Regions from separate parts of the Anas platyrhynchos genome. Here region 2 is linked to region 1. The links are chromatin contacts, called in public Hi-C maps. All regions are on one chromosome and are shown on one strand. The core of a region is the stretch at or near the end of the contact, and the rest is flanking DNA. Distances in the headings are between cores, read along the strand shown.

The links. A called contact is a pair of places that touch in the nucleus more often than the background predicts.
Region 2: a Hi-C map of subcutaneous adipose tissue shows a contact between it and region 1, with 2.3 times the contacts expected there. The contact joins the promoter of UPP2 here to the promoter of TANC1 in region 1. A contact is called at or near these places in 3 of 8 Hi-C or Micro-C datasets (liver, small yellow follicle and subcutaneous adipose tissue).

Annotation. Positions count from the first base shown.
Region 1 is chr7:892,406-898,928 of IASCAAS_PekinDuck_T2T, reverse strand. TANC1 (tetratricopeptide repeat, ankyrin repeat and coiled-coil containing 1) reads left to right here and starts at 2,714. Exons shown (of 27, transcript XM_072040998.1): 1 at 2,714-2,872. The coding sequence starts at 2,729. It overlaps LOC119717423 (a long non-coding RNA gene), which reads right to left and starts at 2,707. Exons shown (of 8, transcript XR_011810676.1): 1 at 2,562-2,707; 2 at 926-1,010.
Region 2 is chr7:1,074,784-1,081,945 of IASCAAS_PekinDuck_T2T, reverse strand. UPP2 (uridine phosphorylase 2) reads left to right here and starts at 2,327. Exons shown (of 7, transcript XM_005027638.6): 1 at 2,327-2,542; 2 at 3,041-3,158; 3 at 4,167-4,325; 4 at 6,077-6,191; 5 at 6,706-6,915. The coding sequence starts at 2,517.

The DNA.
Region 1 (6,523 bases), core at 1,465-3,964:
TTTTTTTACATTCTCACCTTCCTCTTGTTTTTAATTCTTAAAATCTAAGAACAAGACAATCCCCAATAAATCACATAATGAACAGTTTTTTTCTCGTTTGTTTTTAGAATCTCTAAAAGAGCTAGTTTTTGTGACAAAATGTTTTGGCACAGCAGAGCAGAACATGTTTACAGCATATGAGAAAAATCTTTGGCATCACGTGTTATGGTTTCAGCAACTGCATGTAGATAAAATTAACACAGTCTCATCACAAGATACGCAGATTTTGCTCTTACTCAGGCAGGGTTTATACTTATATGGAATATTGCGGCATGATAAAACAGCAAGGGGTGGTAGTACTCTAGTATTGTTTTATATCGTCCTTCTCCAGCCCACAGAGGCACACTGAGTGGAGTAGGACTCACCTTCTACTCCACCTGCCCACCACCTTGTTTAATGCCCAAGGGCCTGAAGGTCCCATTATCTTAATACAAAAGATCACCATCACTGACAGAGTCAAGACAATGACGAAACGCAATGAAGGTGTCTTCATCCACAACACAGTTTACATCATAGATAGTAAACATTAGAAAATAATTCCTTAATGGAATTTTTAATTTTAAATACTGAAAATGAAACCATGAATATATCCCATATAGACAGTTGCAGATTTGGACATGTCTACTTCCAGCTCTTATATTTCATTGAAAGGTTATTATAATTAGACATTTTTCTTGGGTGATGTTATTACTACAGAAGATATCTTTTTGAACAATGCTATTTCTACATGGGATGAAACAGGATTAACTACCATAACTCTGGGATTATAAAAATCACAGAAAAAAAAATCAGAAAATCTTACTGATGGTACGGTTATTTTAGAATTAAGTACTAATCATGCCAACAACATCAAATGGAAGAAGAAAAAAACGTTAATGAATGCTACCTTTGGAACCAGGTCCTTTGCTGTTTTGAGCAAGTGCTTCTCTTCAACTCTCACAGAGAATTGCAGTAACCATACTGCCTTGATACTGGTCTGAGGCAATAAAAACGGTTTAAGAAACACTCTAGCTTTTTGGATGTCTTCACTGTCAATGACAGTATTTAAGCAGAACACACCATATTCATTAACACTGTAACTAAGTTTTATTATTATTGTTGTTATTATTATTATTATTTAAGAAGGAAAATAAATTACAATAAAATACACATGGAAAATTATCTGAAGTCATGCATGAAACTGATACTTGTGCCATCAGTGCTGGAAAATTCTTAGCCAGAGCCTACCACGACTAATGATGGCTATTTAATATCTTAGGCAATAAAGAAAAATAACAGATGTTTCTTATTAGCTGCAGGTTGGGATGTAGTTTTCAGTGGCATAATATTTTATCACTCATGTTTCCTCCTTGAAAATTCATTTGTTCACGATTAGCACAAAAATCAGTTATTTTATGAAGAGGCTCTGATAATTAAGGGCAAAATTATGGTGCTGCTGAAGACAAAGGAATTGTGGTCAAAGACTTCATTTCATATGCTTTCATATCACGATCTTAAAGCAAGTGATCTTATTTGCTTTAGCACTACAGCTCTTTTTAGTAAAATCATATTTAGGCTTTCAAAAGTGAACTGAGATTTTTTTTTTTAGTTGTATAGGCTGATTCTGACCTTATTGGTGGACCAGATGCTTGTCCAGAGAGGTGCTACACAGCGAGGCAGGGCCCCAAAAACAGCTCCCCAGAAAATCAGCCCCTGTTCTCCCACACCAGTGTGGAAGAGAGCAACGGGGCTGAAGCTGGATGTTTCTGTGTACGCACCAGCTTCAGCAGCTCCACGTTGCATTGCAAACTGCTGGAAACAACACTTCCCTTCTCCCTGGTGTTTCCAATCCCAATACACTGCCATAATAGAGAGGGAGGAGATAACAATAAACCTCGGGGGAGGTTTATTGTTAATGATAGCAGATGGAAATCCACATTTAATGATAATTTCAGCTCTTTTTGGCTGACTTTTTGTCAGGTCTCATTAGATTGTCATTGCTTTCCCTCGTAATGTGTTTGATGAAGAGTCTGTGACAGAGGTTGGGGAAGCGTCAGCTTTGCCCCTTGTTCTCTTGCACTTGCCACCTCGGTGCCGTGTGTGGCACGGGACCCTCTGACACACGGAACAAGCAAGAGCACCAGTGCCAAGCCGCATGTCAAATTTCCATACCAGTAACTTCTTATTTCGTAAATAAAAAGTAAAGACGCTCTGAATGTTTCTTCAGTCACCCCAAGGCACCCACCCCGCGCACCCCACTCCGGAGGTGGCTGCCAGCTACGAGCAGTGAACGACAGCTCTGCTATTAACTTCTGTCCAGGCTAACTGGGTGCCCTGCTTTTATAATTCATACGTTGAATCTTTCAGAGGTCTTGTTTAAGCTGACAAATTTCAACCTTTTTTCCCCAAAGGATTTGGAAAACCTGTTGACGGGCGTCGCTGCCTAAATTCGGAGCGGAGGATCAGCCACAGGGGCTGACAGCACAGGGAGCCGGGACACCAGCCGGGACACCGGCCTGCCCCTGCCGCTGCCCCTCCCGTACCTCACGTCCTTCCCGTAGCCGCTGCCTCCCTCCCCGGACGTCCCCGGGCCGCAGCCTCGCACTCCGACCGCCTCTTTCCCCGCGCCTTGCCCCGCCGCTGCGGGCCGTTACGCTGACAGACCCGGGCGGGCCCCGCCGCGCCCCGCCCCGCCCCGCCCCGCCGCCTCATGGGCACCGCCTCCGGCCGGCCCAGCCCTGCTCCGCCTCACGGGCCCGCGCGAGGCCGCTCCCCGCCGCCGCTCCCCGCCCGGCGATGGTGCGCACGGGGCGCCTCGCGCCCTGCCCGACGGCGGCCCGGCGGCCTCCTGCAGGTAGGGGCCGGGGCTCCCCCTCCCCTCCCCTCTCCCTGCCGCCGCCGCTCCCCCGCTCCGCGCCTGCCTTGTGGCGGCGGCTCCGCGGGGTCTCCGCCGGTCCGGCCGCGGGCGCCGGCGCAACCGGTGGTCTGCGCCCCCTGGGGCGCCCGGGGCCGGAGGGGCTGCGGGGCGGCACCGGCAGCGCGGAGCCGGGGGGTGCCCAGAGGCCGGGGCAGCCCCGCCCTGCCCTGCCCTGCCGTGCCCTCCCCTCCCCTCCCTGCCGTCCCGGCCGCTCCCGCGGGGCAGGACTCGTCCGTTTTCCCCCGCCTCCCCCGCTTGGGCCGGCCCCCACGCCTCAGCGCCGCGGGTTACCTGCGCCGTGCCGTTGGCCCTGAACTCGCTCCGAATCGGCCGGAGCCGGGCGGGCGGGGCTGCTGCCCTCCTCACCGGCCGGCGGGGGGCGGCCGGGTGCTGCGGGGCGGCCTCCGCCTGCGGCTCGGCTGCGGCGAGCTCCGTGCGAGCTCCGGGTGCTGCCCGTGCGGGGCCGGTGCCTCAGCGGGCAGCCCCTGCCCTGGCTGCCTGGTGTCGGTGAGCTCCGGGCGCTGCCCCTCGGAGCGCTGCCGCGCGGGAGCAGCCGGTGCCCGAGCAGTGCGGGGCGTGGCCCATCTGTCTCATTTTACCCCTCAAATGTCTTTTGCGTTCTCAAGAGCTTAGTCTTCAAGCATGCTTGTACGTGTTTGTGAGGTAACTTCTTTTGCAGCCTCGCTAGCTGACTTCGCTAGGCCTTTCCTGGATGATTATTTTTTTCCCTCCGGTGACAGCGGCGGTTGCGTTGCACCTGAAATGGCCTCAAAACCACTGCGGTAGTGCCCTGGTGCTTGTCCTGGTATTTCTTGTTGTAGGTGACAGTAAGCTGCGGAAGTTGCAGAGAAGCGTTTTCAGGAGGCTTCACCTGCGGGCGCTGCCGTGCGGTGACTCTTGCACAGGAATGGCAGGAAGCGAGTTGGTTCAGCTCAGCACCTAGCGAGCGAAGGCAGTGCAAGTGAATACGAGGGTAAAGGCACCCTTTATTCTGGCCACAGCATCAACAGTAACCTTGGGATCTCCAAGGTGCTGTGCCTTTGCTTTGTATTCATTTTTGTCGCTGTTGTTTTCCCACCCTACTTCTTTGAAAGCTGTGGTGTGTTTTAATATGGAAATTGGTAAGGATTTTGGCACTTAAGTTAAATGGATTACAGGGTACTTAAAATGTGAAAATTGAGCTCCATATTACAACTTTGAGACATCTCTCTTAATTACTTCGAGAAAAAAAAAAAAAAAAAAAACAAAAAAAAAAACAAACCAGCTTTCTGGTGCATTATAGAAGCATCTATTTTACACTCTCCTACAACCACAGAATAGCTGCTAGTAGCAACTATTTTCAAGTTAGTGAAAAGATTGAAATAAGTCTCGTGTGATTTGCAGTCATTATAAGCAACTCTTTTCCCAGTGGGTTTGTTGTAGTAGTCAAGACTTTCGACTGGTCACTTAGTGTTTAAATATTTTTCCCATTTTTGGATATCTCCCTCTTCTCCCACTCTTGTGGTTTTTGTAAAGCTTTATAGTGTTAAAAGTGTTTCCTTGGCTATGTGTGTCTGATCTCTTCTGTTAAATTAAAACCATCAAAAGCACTTGTATTTACAAATTGCCAGTCCTACAAACGTGTGCTTAAGTGAAGGTCCCATTAAATGAATGATTCCCTTTTGGGGTTTGACACATTCCTAAAAAGTGAATGCATCTGCATACCTAACAAGCTGTGGAAGAGCAGACCTCCAGCTAAGATCTTGAAATATCCTGGCTTTTTCTTTTTTTAATCATTTGTTGGTATTGTTTAAATATGCCTCTTATGTGAACTCCCTTTCCAGAGAGATTTCACACCTTGTGAGCTTCAGGCTATTTAGAATCCCGATACTCTTTACTAGAAGACAACTGGAAATGGTTGACACTCTTATTTCAGAGACTTCTCATTTTGTAGTTAGATTGCCACCAGAGTTTTATTCTAGGTCTCTACTGTATTTGAAGCTGTAAGATTGCTAGGTGATCTATTTGCTGCTTAAACAGTAGCATAATTAACTGTATGTAGGCAATGCTGAAAAGAAAAGACAAGCTGAGATACTGCAGAACTCTACACTGCTTCAAACATGACTGAAGGCCAATTGTTAATTCTAAAACTAAACCTGCAAGCAGAAAATACAAGAAGATAAGCTAGATCTGATAGAAAAGAGTGGTCAGACAAATGCATGTGTTTGGGGGGGGAGGGAAAGGAGAAAAAACTTCTTTCTCATGCTATTTAGCCAAGTAATTTTTGAAGTTTTTCTCAATTCCCTGTCATCCCCTGCCCCTCCCTACCACTACCCCCAGTATATAAGTTTGAAGACTCTGGTCCTGATTATTAATAAGAAGAACATGAACCTTGTTGTAAGAGGAAGCAACTTGTTCAAAATAATCAGAATGCATACTGAGTTTGTTCCTTCTTATGCTGGCAGTTTTAAAACTTAAAATACCTTCGTGAATGGGAAGGTACTTGTTTCAACAAGATGTTTTAGATAACTTCACATGTTCTTTGTTCAGAATTGAATTTTCTGACATGCCTCAGAACTTAAATTGTTATTGTTAGGTCTTCTGTAGCTTAATTAGTGCTAATTGGTTTTGTGATTGGCAGATATCTTAATAAAATATAATTAAGCTTGTTAGAACACAAGTGAAAGATAAATATGCATCTGCATTATTAGCTTTATCCTAGAATACCTTGAACAAATCATGAAACCTTTATTGCTGTTAGTGATGCTTTTTGAAAACTAAGTGTTCAGAGTTGTGGGTGGGTTTGTTTGTCATATTTAAAGTGGGATTTATTACATCTGAGATTTATGGGGGAAAGAATTCATACCAACATATTAAGGTGTTAAGATTTAATATAAGTTCAAGTGACTGAAAACCCATTGACTTCTTGATTACAGTATTTGGAAGTTGACTTGAAACTTCTATGTCATAGTCTATTCAAGTCTTTCTTGGAACTCTTTGGTTTAATTCTGTGTATGTGCATGTATACAAGTGAAGTAAAAATATAATTAAATACCAAAAGATAATCTTGTGTTAACAATTAATCTGGGGTACAGGTATTTTTCCTTTTTGTTTGGCATGCAATCCTGTCTGTACTTTTACATAAACTGTATTTTCTTCTTGCAGTCAAAGCTGGAGGTATGAGAGTGTCTAAAAAGCAAGAAAATGGACTTGTTAAGAAAAACGCTAAACCTCCAGGAAAAGACAAGACAAGGTATTGCACTGCAGGGCTGGTTTCCCTGCACCATAGGTAAAGGTCATAGACAACAGGCTGAAGGTTGAAAATAAAGACAACTATTCAACTCTGAAGAGTTTAATTCTTAAAGTAACTTGTGCTACGTAGGATTGCTAAACAGTCTGGCAGACTTCAGTCTGATTCCTGCTTGTGTTTGTGTGTTTTTACCCCCACTGGGATTTAAGTTGCCTGTATTACTTCTGATAAACAGATTTGCATCTGGCATTTCTGAGTATCTTTTGCTGCCATCAAGAAGTCTTCCTTTTTAGTTGAATATCTGTGTCTACATTGAGTCATAGTATCAGTATCTGACAACCAACACAAAGTGCTGTGAT
Region 2 (7,162 bases), core at 1,078-3,577, 180 kb before region 1:
GCTCCTGCCCCACGGCAGCACCCAGCCTGGTGCCCAGGAAGCCAAGGGCTGGTGGTCACACCACACTGAGCCCATCACACCACACTGAGCCCATCACACCACAACGTGCCCGTCACACCACAACGTGCCCGTCACACCACAATGTGCCCATCACACCACGCCATGCACAGCCCCATCCACCTCGCCTGCTGCAGGAGATGGTACCAGGAGCAGACCAGCATCTCTGCAGGCTGAACACAAAGTGCCCTTTGGATAGCAAATCCAGGGCAATTTCTTCCTGGGCAAGTGCAGAACCAGTCAAAACCCTCTGAGAGAGGTCTTACATTTTTGGCAAAGGAGAGATGTGCTGTGGCTTTGCAACCAGGTGTGGCTGCAGCTGAGTCCACACTGGCCACCCGCCCTGCGCACTCCACTGGCAGCAGGCAAGGATATCACACATTGCAGTTGGGTCCACTGGAATATTATTTTTAGTTCTTAAGTAAATATTTAGCTAAAAATTCACCTGTGCACTCAGGAAAATTATTTTGTCATGAGACAGTTTACAATAGCACAAGTGCAGATCTTGCCAGACATGCAAAAATACTTGGCTGCAAGTGTGAAGAAGGGGAGGCAAGGAAATCCTGCACTAAATAGACGAAGCCAGCAACCCCTGCCCATAGGATCTCGCTGGCTCGGGGCAATACCCACCCTGCTTCACCACAGGGTCGCTGGCATGATGAGAGCTGTCTGTCCACCCACCACTCTGCCAGATCCTGCCGTTCCCTCCAGCCCCGCTGAACTTGCTCCCAGCGCAGGCTCTGTCGGTCGCAGAGTGCCAGCGGCTGGGCTCAGCTCACTGCAGAGCTGGTGTTGCACTGCACCGACACTGCTGTGCCACGGCACGACCAGCACCTCCTCCTCCGAACCTCTGCAGGCTGCAAGGCAGTGCTCGAGCGGCTGGGAAGTGGTGGAGCGGGGTGAGAGACTTGTGCAATTCCTTCTGCATCAGCTAGGCTCCCGACACAAGTAGATGATTTCTGTGCCCACTCATCCACAGACTCATCTGGGCTCTGAGGCGCAAGCTGTTCTTTCTGCTTTGTGCATCGCCAACAGCAATAGGTGCTCTGCAAGCCAAATTAGCCTCAGCGGCGGCTGGGTGCCGGCACCGACTGCAGCACATCTGTGCAGGCTGCGGGTCCCCCTCAGCCCCGCTCCTCCAGCGGTGTGGGACCACTGGCAGCAGGATGCTGACTGCATGTGGGGCACAGAGCATGAGCAGGGCGACCTTGCGCCCCTTTGCCAAACAAGCAGGTGCCAAAGGAAGCTGGCAGACCCACGGCAAGCCAACACGGACCTCAGCTCCACCACGGTGCTTGCAGCCAGCAATTGCAAGTAGCAAACCTTCCTGGTGTAGTCTCCAAATGAAGTCATGCCAAGTGGACAACACTGCAAAGAGGCGCATGACAGTCCCTATATGAACTGCAAGGTGCCCGAAACATTTAATGCTATGCTGAGAGAGACGAGTGTCTGTGTGACTGACACAGTCCAAGACTGCAGGAAGCGCTGCATGTGCGTCCCCAAGGACACTTGTTCTGCGTACCTCTCATTGCAATCTGGTGCACGCTGAAAGGAAAAGGAAAAACCAAATCCATATCCCTCAGGAGTGCTGTGGAGTGTCAGCAATAAGTCATCTTTGGCAGGAATATGTTAACAGCATCCAGAGAGGAGAGAACTTCATCTGAGCAGAGAAACCATTGCAGCCTGACTTTGGTACAACTCCAGCAAGTCTGAAATGTTCATACGGGCTCTGCTCCAGCCCTCCTCAGATCCTTCCTGATCCCGTCTTGGGCAAGACGTCCAAGTTACACTTCACTGTACAACTGGTTCGTAATGCTTATTTGACTTTTCCTGGTGTTTTGCAATGTTAAGGGCTTGGACACGTACATGCTTTGAAATGTCAGAGGCATCCCCGCTGCCAGAAGCCCCACCTGCAGATACGCTGGGCTGCTCTGGGGAGCCGAGCGCACCACGCTCCGGCCCGGGGTCTGTACCATGGCACCTCATGCCCTGGCATGGGAACACGCCATGCCATGCCATAACACACCATGCCATAACACACCATGCCATGCCACACTCCTGGGGCCAACACACCGGTCACACAAAGCCATCACACACGTGTGCCAGCCCTGCAGCCCTGTGCTGGCCAAAGGGCAAGCGTGCGTGCAGCCGGAGGCGTGCCAGCAGCGACACACCTGCAGGGCCAGCCAATGCGGGGCTCTGGGACCACGTCCCGGGACAAGCAGAGCGCTGGCCTGGAGCAGGAACATCTGGCACCTACCGGACAAATGGGAGCGGGAGGAGGGAGGTGGTCCTGCTGCTGCCTGGGGTGTTGCACAAAGCGGGGAGGGTATTTAACCCCCTGCAGAGCCGCCTCAGATCCCTTCCTAGCTCCGAACGCTAACAGCTGAAGAAACAGCAGGGTGTTTGCCTCACCTTTCCGCAGGGTATCGCTTTCAGCTGACTCTGGCAGAGCCGTCATGACTGAAACAACAGGTTACTCGGGGTGAGTCATGGGAGAGGCTTTGAATTTGTTTTAGTAAGACAAGAAAAACGTTCTCTGGGTTTTCTTTAAGCCTTATTTATAAAATTGGCCTGTATCGTTGTTTAGTTGCTTTACATCTATTAAAGCACTTGGAAAGGCAAGGTAAACTGACCTCCTGCCGTCCGCAGAATCTGAATTTAATTTGCACTTGTACTGCTCGGCAATTATTTGGGACAGTACAAATATAAAATCCTGATTTGCTACGAGCTTAATAAGCTGTCACGTATGAGGCATCACAGTACATTACCTGCTAGGTACTTCCAGCAATGTTGTATCAAAGAAAGAGCTAAGTCTGACAAAACTGATGATAAATATCAAGAACCCCTTTCTGCCAAGTACGTAGGGACAGTAAGACGCTGCTGAAGGGGCTCCCAGAAGCAGTGTGAGCAGGACGAGCGCTCGCGAGGCTCTGGCAGGAGGCAGCCGCCCGCTCACCCGGCTCTGCCCCTCTCCCCGCAGCGGGGGGCCCGTCCTCATCAAAAACCCGCACCTGGACTCGATGGAGGAGGACATTCTGTATCACCTGGACTTGGGAACAAGGACGCACAACCTGCCCGCTATGTTTGGGGACATAAAGGTAAGTGGCAGGGGCAGAAGCGAGGCAGCAGCTCCCAGGCCCGCCGGCTCTCTGCCCCTTGTCCCGCGGCGCTGCCGTCCCGTGCCGGGGCCCCGCTGCTGTGGGCGCTCCAGCTGGAGCAGGACCTGGCCTCCTGCAAAGGGTCTCGGTGGCTTGTTCTGGACAGAAGGCCCAACAGAAAACTCTCCTTTAAAATACCTGCCGGTCGGTAAAACCTGAGGTTATTTTGGCCTCCCTGTCAGAGGCCAGGCAGGGAGCACTTGTCCAAAGCATCCGAGCTGAGCTTCGTGTGCTGGAGATGGGAGAGAGGATGTCCTATTTTTAGCTGAGGCCAAAGCACAAAGCTGTCAAGCACAGGCTGTCAGAGCTCCGATCCCACATTAAATCAGAGCAGGGGAAGAGTCATGGAGCCACGGGGCTCGAGGAGCCTGGCGCAGCCATCACCACGCGTGGGCTCCCCCTTCCCTGCGGGTCAGCAGCGCTGCTCGCACAGCCACACGCCAGCCCCCTCCTATGTTTAGGGAGCATTTTTTGTTTCAGTATAGAAATTGAGAGTGTTTGTCCCTTTCCTCCCTGACTCTGTGGCCTCCGTGTCATCAGCAGTGCTCTCCAATTGCAGCAGACTCTGCTGATAGAATAAATAAAATGACAAGCCACTCTAACATCTGGCTTTGCTTTCCTTTGCTGGCAGTAGGAATACTAACAGCTTAAATTGGCCAAATGTATTACAGTGAGATTGCTTTAGCTTTTCTTGACCTGGAGCTGCCACCCAGCTCTGTGCAGCTGTGCGGCTGCCTCGACCCAGCACAGGCACAGCCCCAGGGGAGCACAGCCTGGCTTTCAGGGCAGCTCCTGGCGCTGAGACCCCGCTGCTCCAATGCCCCCCGGCTGCCCGTGAGGAGGCAGCGCTCGCTGCTCGCATCTGGTGCAGCCGCACACTGTCGCGTTAGCACTGACTCGATGCCCGTTTTAGTGAGAAATGCCCACAAATTCACATTTTACACCCAGTTTGTCTGCGTTGGCGGCAGCCCGAACAGGATGAAGGCGTTTGCCCAGTTCATGCACAAGGAGCTGGGGCTCGAGGGCAGTGGGGAGGACGTGGCTGACATCTGCGCGGGGACGGACCGCTACGCCATGTACCGCACGGGGCCAGTGCTCTCCATCAGCGTAAGTACCGTGAGGCTCCACGAGGCTCCGTGAGGCTCTGCCGTGCTCTGCGCGCCTCCCTGCCCCGGCACCATGGCCCCAGCCTCGGGCACAGCCTTGGCCCAGCCGGCGCCAGCCTCTGCCCTTGCCTGGTGTTCAGCCCTTGGCACCACCACAGTCCCTTGGCCACGGTTGTCCTCTGCGTGCCCGACACCTCCCATTTAGAGGGCGCAGTGCTCAGAATGAGCAGGCACGCATTTTGCTCATCTCAGCAGTGTGGCAGTTCACCAGGCAAAGACCAGTTCCCATCACGAATAAATGAAATATTGCCAACAGCATTGCACTGCCATGGGCTCCCAAGTGAAAACCTTGCCCCATTATTGGTTCCTCTGGGAACAGTGGTGTGTCTGGCACTGCACAGGGGCAGGAGCAAGCACAGGCTGCGCTGGTGGGTGCTGGTGCCCCAGGACCCGCTGCTGCCACTGCTTTTTCAGGCACGGGATCGGTCTCACACCTGGTTCACGGGAGGTGGCACCGCTCAGCCGGGAGGGATCGCGTCTGGTTCCTCTGACAGAACCGAACCAAACCTGACTGACAGAGAAGCTCAAGGGAGCCGATCTGGCAGGATCCCAGGGAGAAAACCCTGCGGGTTTTGCTCTGCCCCACCTGGCAGCAGCTGTGCCGGGGCAGCAGCCACGCGGCCGCCACCGCCCTGTCGGGCACGAGCCACCCGAGCACAGCACCCAGCGGCTGCCAGCACCGCCAGTTTGCGAGTTGCTTGGATACACAGATGAACTCGAATGTACCGGAGGCAGGAAGACAGCTTCCTGCTTTGAATATTTACAGGGAGAATAATTTTTTTTAGACATTGTCAAATAGCTCAGGCTGATGTTCCAGAATAATAACATGCAAATGTTTTCATATTTAAAACGTGATAGAAGACTGTAGACCATCAGCCTCACAGCCAAAAAGAGACGTTGCAATATGAGGACTGACTGCCAACGTGCTTCTTCCAATACATTTCCTTCAGGCTATTGAACATGATGGAAAGGGCAAAAAGAAAAAACAGAGGCCTTTCTCATGAAAAAAAAGGCTGTACTCCCAAACACCTTTTATTTTTAAAGGTGAAACTGAGAAAAGGACAGTGACTGAGCAGCAGAGCAGAGGCCTGAGAGGAGACACGAGGGAGCAGAGGAGGGAGCAGCCCCAGCAGCCAAGGACTGAGGGGGGCACCAGTCCCTGCCGAGGGGGCCGAACCCATCCGAACCCACCCGTTGTGCCTTGTGCCCAGCAATGTGGGAGAGGTGCTGTGGTGTGGGCAAGGACAGCTGGGAGGCACCCAGAGGAGTGGGGGCTCTGCTTCTGCCACATCTCACCACTAAGAGTACGATCAGGACATGACAACACAAGCAGCAGGTGGCATAGGGATGAGCAGTGTGAGGAAGCGCTTGGAGCATTCAGCTGCTGGGGTGCATTTGTGAGAGCGCTTCCCTGAAGGAGAGACACCACCGTGCCCCATGTAGTGGTCCCTGGGCACAAACACCAGCACTACGGACAAGAACCTTAAAACCACCAAGGGGAGGAGAGGGCTAGATGCTTTGCCTGGGCAGGCTGCAAAGACATGAGAGGTCTCCTGCCCCAAAAGACACCTGCTGCTGGCCTCACCATCAGGAAGAGGCCACAGTGTAATCCTGAGCTCACTGTGGTCACGTACCTGCCACCTGCTGTGGTGTCACACAGAACAACCCTTTTCTTTTTTCTCCTCTCAACAGCACGGGATGGGCATCCCTTCCATTTCCATTATGCTTCATGAGCTGATCAAACTGCTGCACCACGCAAAATGCCGAGACGTTACTATTATACGCATCGGTACTTCTGGAGGCTTAGGTAAGCTGTCTCAGTAAGGCCTTTTTCCAAGCAAAAGACTATTAATAGAAAAAAATTCTCAGCAGGTGATGTAGTTACGAGCTTTCACATTTTGCCAAGTCCTGCGATATCAAACACCAAGACGATATTTTATTTTTGGGTTAAAACCCAGGACACTTCCAGCGACTGGTTTAGCAGATTTGCAGGTTTTCGTTATGCCTGCCAGGGCAGCAGTGCTGCTCGTGCCTGCGCAAGCTGGTGCTGGGGCGTGGTCTCTGCAAGCCAGAAGCAATTAAAATGCCATCACTCGGTACATTCCCACAGTCACTTCCCATGTGCTGATTTTCTGCATTTTACTTACACATCTGTGCCACTGCATAAATTTCAATTATTCTCTCACATCTGTTTTGATAAAAAAATAAAAAAAAAAACCAACACTCACATAGGCAGCTAGTGATACTTCTCTGTCATGCTGAAGTCTTCCAACAGGTCACAAGTGCCACGAGCACTGGCTTAGCCTCACTTTTTTTCACAGGGATCAAGGCCGGCTCCGTTGTGATCACGGACACGGCCGTGGACGCCTCCTTCCAGCCGCGGTTCGAGCAGGTGGTGCTGGGCGACGTGGTGGTGCGCAGCACGGACCTGGACAGGGAGCTCGCGGAGGAGCTCCTCGCCTGCAGCAAGGAGGTCCCCGACTTCCCCACGCTCATTGGGCACACCATGTGCACCTACGATTTCTACGAAGGTAAGCGTGCTCTGGCTGTTCCCCCCCCTGCAGACACGGTGCCAAGTGTTCGTGCTGCTTGGCAGGCAGAACCACCCATGCTAACGATCCTACGGGCTGCAGGAGCTGACCCGCTGCTTTGTTCGTGATTTCGGAGGTCGCGGGGGGCTGTACCTCCAGAACCTGCAGTGCCCACCCCAGCACTTTGCCAGGTCACCGCCATCCCTGTCAGCCAGTCACCCCGCACTCGGCAGCTCGATTTGTAGCG